Linked DNA regions of Mus musculus: region 1 is linked to region 2. A link is a contact called in public Hi-C data. All regions are on one chromosome and are shown on one strand. Each heading gives the region's core, a stretch centred on a gene start, on an enhancer-like site or on the middle of the called end of the contact. The rest is flanking DNA. Distances are from core to core; before and after follow the strand shown.

Region 1 (4,851 bases), core at 356-2,855, 360 kb after region 2:
CCCAAATCCAACTGTACTGTCAATACACCCTTTTCAGGCCTCAGAATCCAAGAGCCAGACCCAAACCCAAGTTGGGTCCTGAATGACACAGTGAAATAGATCCATCCACAGCAATTCGAGAAAATACTCAAGTCTTTCCAAGACTTCAAGTTTATTCTTGCCTTCTGAACAGAGTGACAAGGTTTTGACATAATCAGGCCCCAGTGCTTACCCAGTCTTTTCATTTTATGCCTGGGGAGAGAGGGTGGTAGATATGTCCTTAAAGGTGGGTGGTAAGAGTTGAAAGTTAATGACAGCTGCACCGGATGCAAAAGGTTAAGTTAAAGGGAAGGATAGCAGAGACAGGCTGGAGAAAGACGAGTTTCCAGAAATAGCAGGATGCATATGCATATGTGAGGTGGGAAGCAAGTTGTCCACAGGAGAAAAACATTCCCCAAGAGGCTATTCAGAGGAATCACATACCATATCAGGTCTCATGCATGGGATTACCTGCCTTCCTCAGTGGTATTAGAAGACAGGCTTCCCCCTGGAGCTCTTCCAAGGAGAGCAGCTCAGAAGTCCTGGGGCCAGTCTCCTCGATTCTTGGAGCCGTCAGCCTTCATGAAGATACTCTGGCCTAGATTTAATCCTGGATGCAATTTCATAAAGCACTGGGTATCATTAGCCCTGTAGGAGGTGACGCTTTGTGAGGGTAAATGCAATCCAGACCTATCTGATTCCAGAGTTCACATTCAGCTGCTCATCTATACTTCTTGGGTTTTATGCAACCTCAATAAAAAGTAACTTTGCCACCTGACCAGTCATAGAACGCCTGTGGAATATTCTAGAGTAGGTCTGTTTTTCTTTTTTTGTTTTTTGTTTGTTTGGTTGGTTGATTGGTTGGTTTTTTTGGCTCACTTCATGCACTGGAAGCCCACTTCAGCCAGTGGCAGGCATTTGTACATTCAAAGAGCTGGTTCCAATCCCCATTTGGAAAGTTTGCCTCATTGCTTATTGGTGAACAACCAACTCAGTTGGTTTCTAGCTCTTACTTAGCCAGCTTGATTGTTTTAAATGTGAAGAGTATTGAGAAAAGGGTCTGAACCTCAGCTTTAGGTAATGTAAAAAGATGAAGTATTTCATGCTGGCCAAAAGGTCCTTTTAGTATGTGTCAGCAGTGGGGTGTGTGTGTGTGTGTGTGTGTGTGTGTGTGTGTGTGTGTGTGTGTAGCAAGCAAGGTGAGATGTATTTGTGGCACTGGGGAGGAGGGACTGTAATGCCCATGTAAGGAAACCATGGCTGTGGATTTCAGGGCATGAGGACCTGTCAACGCAGCTAATCTCCAGGGACTTGGGCTGAATGTACCCAGGATAGCCAAAGAAGTGCCCCAATGGAAACTGTCAGCCTCCAGCAGGCCAATTTGTTCTCATATTACACTCCCTGCAGGCTCTGTTGCAAGACCCTAGGTTAGGGATTCGTACCCTCCCCCACCACCACCAGTGAGGGTTGACTCAGCACGGTTGATAAGTCAAGAGAATGCAGAAGCCACAGCCGGATTAAGAAGGCTGTTTTATTTTGGTGCCCTGGACTTCAAGCAGATTAAATAATCAAAAAGGCCGGGCCATTGGGGTCATGTCTGAATGCTACAGCTGTTCACCAAGGTCTGACCAACATTCTTTATGTGGTTTGCTGTCTGAATGAGAGAGGCAGAGAAGATCCTAGGGAGGTTGACACTTTCCAAAAAAAAAAAAAAAAAAAAAAAAAAAAGGACCGGACGCAATCAAAAGACCCCTCTTATGGAGAAGGACCACAGCAGACAGAGACAAGGGGACAGGCTGCTTAAATAAGTGACCTCCTGAATTCAGCAACTGTTTTCTGCACTGGAGAAAAGCCCATGCTGGATTCAGGGAAAGAGAATGGAAAGCTGGGTTCCAAGTCTGCCGTAGCCCGGGTGTGTTGATCTGTGAGTCCTCAGGCCGGGATATATGTTGAATGAGGGTTTGTGCTGCGGAGCCTGGGCCATGAAAGGTGAGCAGGAATAAATTCCATTGCCCCTACCCCAGAAGTCCCCCACCTGAGGGAAGGGGGCAATACCTTCTAAGAAGTGTCTGTGAGAAATCAATTTTCAACCTGTCTTTCTTAAAACATTGGACAGATGTAAAAAAAGAAAAAATCTCTCTCAGTGGAAAGATGGATGTGTCACCATGCTGAGCAAGGGGGAAAGGGGGCTGAAGACAAATGTGTATAGTCGTGGTGTGGACATGCAGTGGGCTTGTCATGGGCCATTTCATAGACAACATGGTGCCTTGAGTTGGAGCTCATATATTACTTCCTTTGGGGAAGTGGGAGGCAAACTGGCCCCCATTTCAGAAATATAAGCCTTTTATTAAGAGATAAATGGGCTGGGTGGGTACTCCATTGTTTAAGGATTGATTCCAAAGCTTGTGGCTCAGGTCACAGTGATAGTGTCTGGTGATTTCTAATGGAAAGGCATTTATTTGAACTTTGAAAGAAGTTAGATATCAGGAAAATTACAGAAAAACAAAAGACTTCTGTTTGAAGATGGAGAAGGGGACTTGGATGCTCTATGTCTCTTGAACTAAATCAGAGGCAGCAGCTTTCCCTTGGAAAGCTTCTCCTTTTCCAGTCCTGTGGTCCTGGGTACCGGCAGCCAGGAGCAGAGTCCAAAGCAGGGAGATCAAGGTATAGTACAGTCATTCTGTGTTTCCCCCTAGGTGAGGTGTAAATCAGAACATCAAATAAATAAATAACCGTCTCTTGAAAGCCTCCATGTTGATAGGCATTTTATTTTGAATAGCATTCCATGGCCCTGTCAATGCCTCTCCAGTTCAACAGAATGTGTGCTTGACACATGTTTGTCATACTTAGAAATTCAAGTCCCAAAAGAGAAAAAAGGGAGGGAAATAGGAACTTTGAAAAAATGACCACACAGCCTTTTAAAAAATATATCAATTCTCTGAGTCCGACAATGAGACCCACTCTGTATTTTGGGGAGCAGTCACCCACAGTCCTATAGCTGCACCATTTGTAATAAGTGAGTAGGGAATCCTGGGAGCCCAAATGCTCCTCAATGAGGGATAGGTAGTCACTGAGTTTGACATGGTCCAACACAAGGAATGTGCCTTATTAGCTAAAAGAAATGAAGACACTTTCTATGTATCCACTGAGGTGGATACATAGCTTTGACTAAAAAGAACAGATTGCAGAATAGGATAAATGTATGATTATATTTATATGAAGTAGACAAAGAAACAGTATACCACTGTGCAAATCCACCCCTGATTGCTGCACCATGTCTCTCTTGAATATCTGGCAGAGAAATAGAACAGATAAGAATTCTCACAGATTCTGTAGGCAGGCTGGGATCAAATCATGCTAGATTGTTTACTGTTTCTGTGAACTTAGGGAGTGATTTAGCCTCTCTATGCCAGTTTTGTTTGTTTGTTTGTTTGTTTGTTTGTTTTTCCCCTCAAAATGTTGAAGACAAACAACTATGTTGACAAGGTGATTAGGGTGGATATGTGTCTATAAAGCAGTAGGATTGATCTCTGACATGAAGTGTATGCCATCTGGTCATTTGCTATTGTCCTTATTATCCACTGCATTTTACAAAGCTTGGCATAATACCATTCTATCTCTGTGATCATCTCTAGCAATTACAGAAATAAAAATCAGAAGGAATTCCTAATAGACTCATTCCAACCCATGTCCAAGATAAGCTCCCAATACTTCCAACTCTGAAAATGTTGGATCTTGCTGTAAGTGAAGGAAAACTGAGTACAAGATGGCACCTTTATGCTCTGAGCATTTAGCTCAGTGGTAGAGCACTTGATGAACAAGTATAAGACCCCAGGTTTAGTCCTCAGCTTCAGGGAGAAAAATCCTTAGACAACTCCAAAGATCTCAAAAGAATATTCAGGCAATATGCCGTAGGTCCCTGTTTCAACTCAAGCTGGAAATGTTATAAACATTTTAACTCTGATCCCATTTATTAAATAGTATCAAGAAGGCAGGCATCAGGGCTCATTTGATAGTAGTAGCCTAGCAAGCACAGATCTCTGAGTGAGACCCCCAGGACCATGAAATTGAGCATGGTGCTACATACCAATAACCCTGATACAACGACTATTGTTTTGAGTATGTCTAAAGACAGAAAGCAGGTTTCTGTGGGGCTTCTGTGGAGCAACTCTGTGAAGGGGCTTCTGGGAGGAAAACCAGAGATGATTAGAAGAAGGTTGTATGCCCCACTAAAGCACTGCACTTCTCAGTAAGAAGCAAGGAGATGACAGAAGTCTGATCATCTATGAGAGGATGGTAAAAGTTTCTGGAAGAAGGATACGACTTATATTGTTTGTAACACTTTTTGGTAATTTTTTAAACCATCATAGAAAAAAAGGAGAAAGAGGATCGCCACAGATTGGGTTATACCTGCAAAGCTAGATAGCTGTTTGTAAGGGTATTCCCTAGTCAATAGGACCACCTGAAGCCACATCTGATAACTGAAGTATAAATGAATTAAGACCAAGTCAAAATTAAAAGTCAGTTCTTGGGTTGTAGCAATCACATTCTGGGAGCTCGGGAATTACAGGTGTCTAGTGACATCCATGTTGGAGGGCAGGCACAGAACATTTCTACCACCATACAAAGCTCAACAGGCCTACCCTCCTCCTGAGAGGTCCTTTTAGAACTGTGGGCATCAGCTCCTTTTGTGACCTTTCTACCTGCCACAGCCCACACACCTGGCTCTGACCTCCAAAGGACACATGACCCAGAATGACTTTCCCCTCACTGTTTCATGTGATATCAGTCTTACACAGTCTGACGACCAAGTCAGCCACAGTAGCCTCAGTG
Region 2 (4,905 bases), core at 90-2,589:
AACCAGAGTGAGTAATCTGGGAAGAAAAGAACCTCGGTTGAGAAATCGCTTCCATCAGATTGGCCTAGGAACATGTCTGCCAGGTACTATTTTTCGCTCGATGATTGATGTGAGATGCTAGATCCCACTGTGGGCAGCTCAATCCCTTGGAAGGTCATCTGGAATTACACAAGAAAGCAGGCTGAATGAGCTAGTAAGCAGCCCCCCCCCTCCACTGTCTCTGCTTCAGTTCCTGGCTCCAGATTCCTTCCTTGGGTTTTTGCCCTGATTTCCCTCAGTTATGAACTGTTACTTGCGAGATGCAACAAATACTCTCTCTCCAAGTGGCTTTTGGTTGGTATTTTATTGTCATAAAAGAAGTAAACCAGAAAAACTTCAAAATAGACAATTTTTATTTACTTATGTGAAATAAAATATTTTATATATGTATATTTGTATATAACGGGAATTGGTTCATGGGATTATAGAACCCACCCCCTCCCCCAATCTGCCATGTGAAAGCTGGAAACTATGAAAATTCAAAGTCTGATGTCTAAATCAAAAGGCCTGAGATTCCAGAGCATAGATTCTCTTGTGTAGAAGATAGATGTCCCAACACATCCAGGGGAAGTGGGCTCTTACTTTTTTGTTCTATAATGGCTTGGGTAGTTAGTAGAGTGGTCACTCAACCTGGTGAGACCCATCTTTACTGAGGTTACAGATTCAGATGCAAATCACATCTAGAAGGAATGCACGGATTGGTCAATATTTCACCAGCAATGTGGCATTGCTCAGTCCAGGCAAAAGGTCAGGTCGACATCACCCTGGATAAAATGCATTTTCAAAGGAAAATGAAAGCTGCAGGGCACTACTGTGAACCAGATAAGGCCACACACATAGGCTGCAGGGGCCCTTATGAATTTACAAAGTGTTGTGTGTACCGCCTTCCCTCTTTGTAGCACTCTGATTGACTTTTCTGCTCCATCCCTGGGCTCTTAGGCACGCTGCTTTGTTGAGTTGATTTCCCAGACACTCTGGTACATACAGCACCATAAAGACTCAGGAAGCCAAAACCTATAAAAGTCCTGTCTTTACTCTTGTCTCTTGACACACAGGCAATTTGGAACTCCCAGCACCATAAAGATCTCACCAGGTGTTGAAATGTGTGGAAAGTGTCTTGAGTTGATGGGTCTGGGACGCCAGCCCCCACACTCCTTGTCGCTCTGCCATTCACTGCCTTGTGTGGTTGCTCAGGATTGGCAAAATGCATCCTGTGCTTTTCCCACTTCACACACTCCGTCTCACATGGTGCCCTAATACCACCACCACCTCCACCAGTTTGAAAGTGAAAGCTAATGCAGTTCTTGGCAAGCTCTTTCCTTCCCGATGGTGTCGATGGCTGTGTGACTGGCATGTGGTTTTACAGTGGCTTTGCAGTTCTTTTGCAGCATGCAGGCATTGCTTGCGTACCTACATATCTATTTATTAGCATATATGGGTCTCCCCAGCCTTGGTAGGTTTTAACCGGAGCACGACTTTTGCCAGTGGTATTATTAAAATTAGTACAAGGGTCACTGAGAGGACTGAAAAAGGGGAGTGGTAAAGCAATTTGCCAAATAAACATGGCAACCAGAGTCAATCCCTGGAACCCAAATAAAGGTGGATGGAGAAAACCTACTTCCCAAAGTCATTCTCTGACCGCCACGAGTACAGGATGGCATGTGTGGCTGCATGCATACATCAGACACATGCCCCCTCCCCTGACGGGATCTAAGGATGGACTGAACTCAGATGAGGCTGTATACTGGCTATGCATGGGCATTTATATTAATAGTAGGACATAAATAAGCACCTCAAGGTCACCTTGTTTGAATTGATGGTGCTGAACTTGTGATAGTGCAGAGATTGCTGACTCTACATTTAAATTTGTCTCTTTAACCATGATCTGTTCATAGGGGGGCAAATGTTTCAAGGTATCCCTTACCCCTGCCGTGATCTTCCATTAAGTCTCTGACATCCAGATCTGCTCAAAATCAAGAACAGGAGAGAAGAGATCAAGAAATCTAATAGCCAAGCCCTACTATTAAGGCATAAGCTAACTTTAGTGCTAGGTCCTCTCATACCCCCTAAGAGCAGGTTCAGAATGATCATGACTGGTTGTTCATCAGCTTTGGCTAGAATCTAGCAACATATCAGATTGCCTTCAGCCATGCTTTCCAAGTGTTCCATATTATTTCACAAGGTGCCTTCTAAGCACAACCCAGGAACCCATCCTTTTCCTCCAACATAAGCACTTCCTCTCTTCCACATGCTATCAAAAGGAAATTTGTAGAGTTGAAGATGTCAGTGAATTCAAGTCCCTCAGTAGTCAAGCCATATATTTTTCCTTTGACATAAAGTTTCTGTCTCTCAAGAGAGAGGGTGAGGAGATTAAATTTTTATTTTTATATATTTAATATTTTTCTTTAATGCTACTCAACGCACAAAAGCAGATTTATCCATTGAATTCTAGGTGGTGTTTTGACATATGTGGTGCAATGTTTAAGTCAAAATTTATCATCTTCCTAAAACTTTTGTGTATCATTTCTTTATAGTGAAAATACCCAGAATTCTTTCTTCTAGACACTTAAGATGGAAAGTAGATGGTGTAGGTATCTTTAGTCACCACAAAAACCCAGATCCCCTTTCTCTTATTTAACTGTAACTTGTTACTCAACTGATCCACTTTTACCCATCTCTCTCTAGTAAAGTCTGTTGCCCATTTTTAAGCAGTTGACATTGAAATAACAGTAGAGTGTGTGCAGGCGAGAAGGCCCAGAAGCTAAGAGCACGTACTGGTCTGGTAGAGAAGATTGATTTATTTCCCGGCATCCACATTGAGCATCTTATAAGGGCAGATAATTCCAGCCTCTGGATATCCTTTATCGCTGGCCACCATGGGTACCTGCCTTAGTTTACACATTCTCCTACAAAGTCACATGTGCATACAAATAATTGAAGACAAAACTTTATAAATGTTTGGATTTCCTTATGTGGTCTGCATATTTTGAGACATATATTCTCCCCCATTCCATATGTAGGTTGTCTCTTCTCTCTGACGGTTCTTTACTTTCTCAAGGCTTCTGAGTTTGTCATAAATCTACTGACCTTTGGTTTTGTTTTCTGCTGTCCAAATCCTTGCCCATTCCAAGTGTCTGCCCTGTGTTTTCTTCTAGTGGTTTTAGTTTGGGGTCTTGATGTTTAAGACTTCAGTCCATCTTCAGTTGATTTTTACAGCAACTGTAAAAGAGCTAGAAGTAGAGTTTTATTCTTCTCCATGTGAATGGCCAGTGACCCCACTCCTGTTTCTGAGGATGCTGACCCTCCCTTGGTTAAGGGACTATGATTTTATAGATTTCCTACCTGTCTCTAACATTGCAACTCCCTTTGTCATGTTGGTCCTGACTTACAGTTGGTGTGCCTTCAACCTCTGATGCTACCAGTGATGTTGAAAGAGTTACTTCCTCCTTGGAAGGCCAGATCTGGGCAGCTTAGGGTAGCTCCCAGGCCCTCATCCCTCAGCATTGCTAGCACCTCATAAACTTCTCTCCCTTGGTTGAACTTCCTTCCACTCCATTTGTACATCCTGCTCTCCAAAGCCTCTGAGCCTCTAATTGACTAAGTCCTCTCTTCCTGGATCACTTCCTTCCTGTGTTAAAACTGACTCCCTTCCCTTATTGGTAAAACCAATTTATCCCCAGGGCTCCCATGCCACTCATTTCCCATGGGAAGCCTGCATGCTGTACCACATCTTAAGCATCTGTTCCAGGAATTGGAGCCTCAGACCCCAATTCCTCTGTACTTTTGATTATCACACTATTTAAGTCCTGATCCCTTTCTGATGATCTCTGACCCCTTTGTTCTTTCAAGTTTATCTCTACAAAATCCCTTGGGAAGAGTCTCCCAGAGAAGAACTTTTTTTTTTCCTGTAAGGAAGGCTGCTGGCTAGTTGACTTTTCAGTAAGGCCACTGCATAGAGGGCAAGCTGTATTGGCTCGTACAGTATGTGTGGACAGAATGGGAAAATTTTTGTAGAAGGTTGTTCAATGCAGATGTATATTGCATTGGAAAGCATAATTTTGGATTCTGGTATATAATTTGCCTACTCTCCTCCCCATCCTCTGAATTATATGTACACTTGAAAGAAGCTTTGTCATTTGCCCCTCCAAATGCAGGACATGACACATGTGCCATTGTGGTTATGTGTCCTCATACCTTTGGAGACTCGTACATGACAGTGTATGGGAGAAGATGTCCAGATGTCTGGGTCACTAGGGCATCTTCATGTAGACAAAAGTAAATACTCCTGTAGTCTTATCTCTGCCTCTTTTCTGCAATCATGGCAGAAACTCCTGGAGGCCCCACTGATTACTGCTGGGCTGGTATTTTTCCATGTCAAATTTCTTTCCCTGTTTCAGCTGGTGGAAACTTTTGCTTGACTCCTTGTTTTCTAATCTCTCTACTCCCCCAACAATTCTACCAACAACTTCCCCATATTTTCCCACGACTTCCCTCTGGGGCTTCCTTCTTGCTTTTGTCTGTATCACATCTGGAAAGAAGGATCCTCCTCCAGGCCAGCTGTAAGTTCCATGTCTTGGGAAGCCTGCTTGCCTTGGTATGTGATAGATGCAGCATTATTCAGCATGCCTCTCTCTCCCTCTTTAATGCTACACAAAACTGATGAGATATAATACCTGCTTCCTGCAGAGTGACTAGACACACACACACACACACACTTATTCTACCTGCAATCATTCAGTCTCATTCAGTCTGTTTCTCTGGCCTTGGTGTAAGTAGCCTGGGTCATGTGGTATGTTCTTGGAGGACAGTGCACTTGAGTTTGCCAAGTGTGTATGTGTGTCCGTGTGTCAGCATGTAACTGGAGTG

The links. Hi-C and Micro-C count contacts between places; a contact is called where the count stands out from the background.
Region 1: a Hi-C map of liver shows a contact between it and region 2, with 4 times the contacts expected there. The contact joins the promoter of Lrtm1 here to the enhancer-like site in region 2. A contact is called at or near these places in 4 of 39 promoter capture datasets (frontonasal cranial neural crest, hippocampal neurons and liver), 1 of 484 Hi-C or Micro-C datasets (liver) and 1 of 9 other capture datasets (adipose tissue).

Annotation. Positions count from the first base shown.
Region 1 is chr14:29,016,603-29,021,453 of GRCm38.p6, forward strand. It overlaps Lrtm1 (leucine-rich repeats and transmembrane domains 1), which reads left to right and starts at 1,606. Exons shown (of 3, transcript NM_176920.4): 1 at 1,606-2,007. The coding sequence starts at 1,965. The region is part of intron 27 of Cacna2d3 (calcium channel, voltage-dependent, alpha2/delta subunit 3); the gene reads right to left.
Region 2 is chr14:28,656,077-28,660,981 of GRCm38.p6, forward strand. All of the region lies in intron 1 of Gm35164 (predicted gene, 35164), which reads left to right. Among named protein-coding and RNA genes, the nearest start is that of Gm35164, 8.8 kb to the left of the region's middle. Within about 2 kb of position 1,340, at least 8 of the 459 cell types and tissues checked have an H3K27ac peak or open chromatin away from gene starts, as enhancers often do. A contact at or near this core is called in liver, where this site is marked.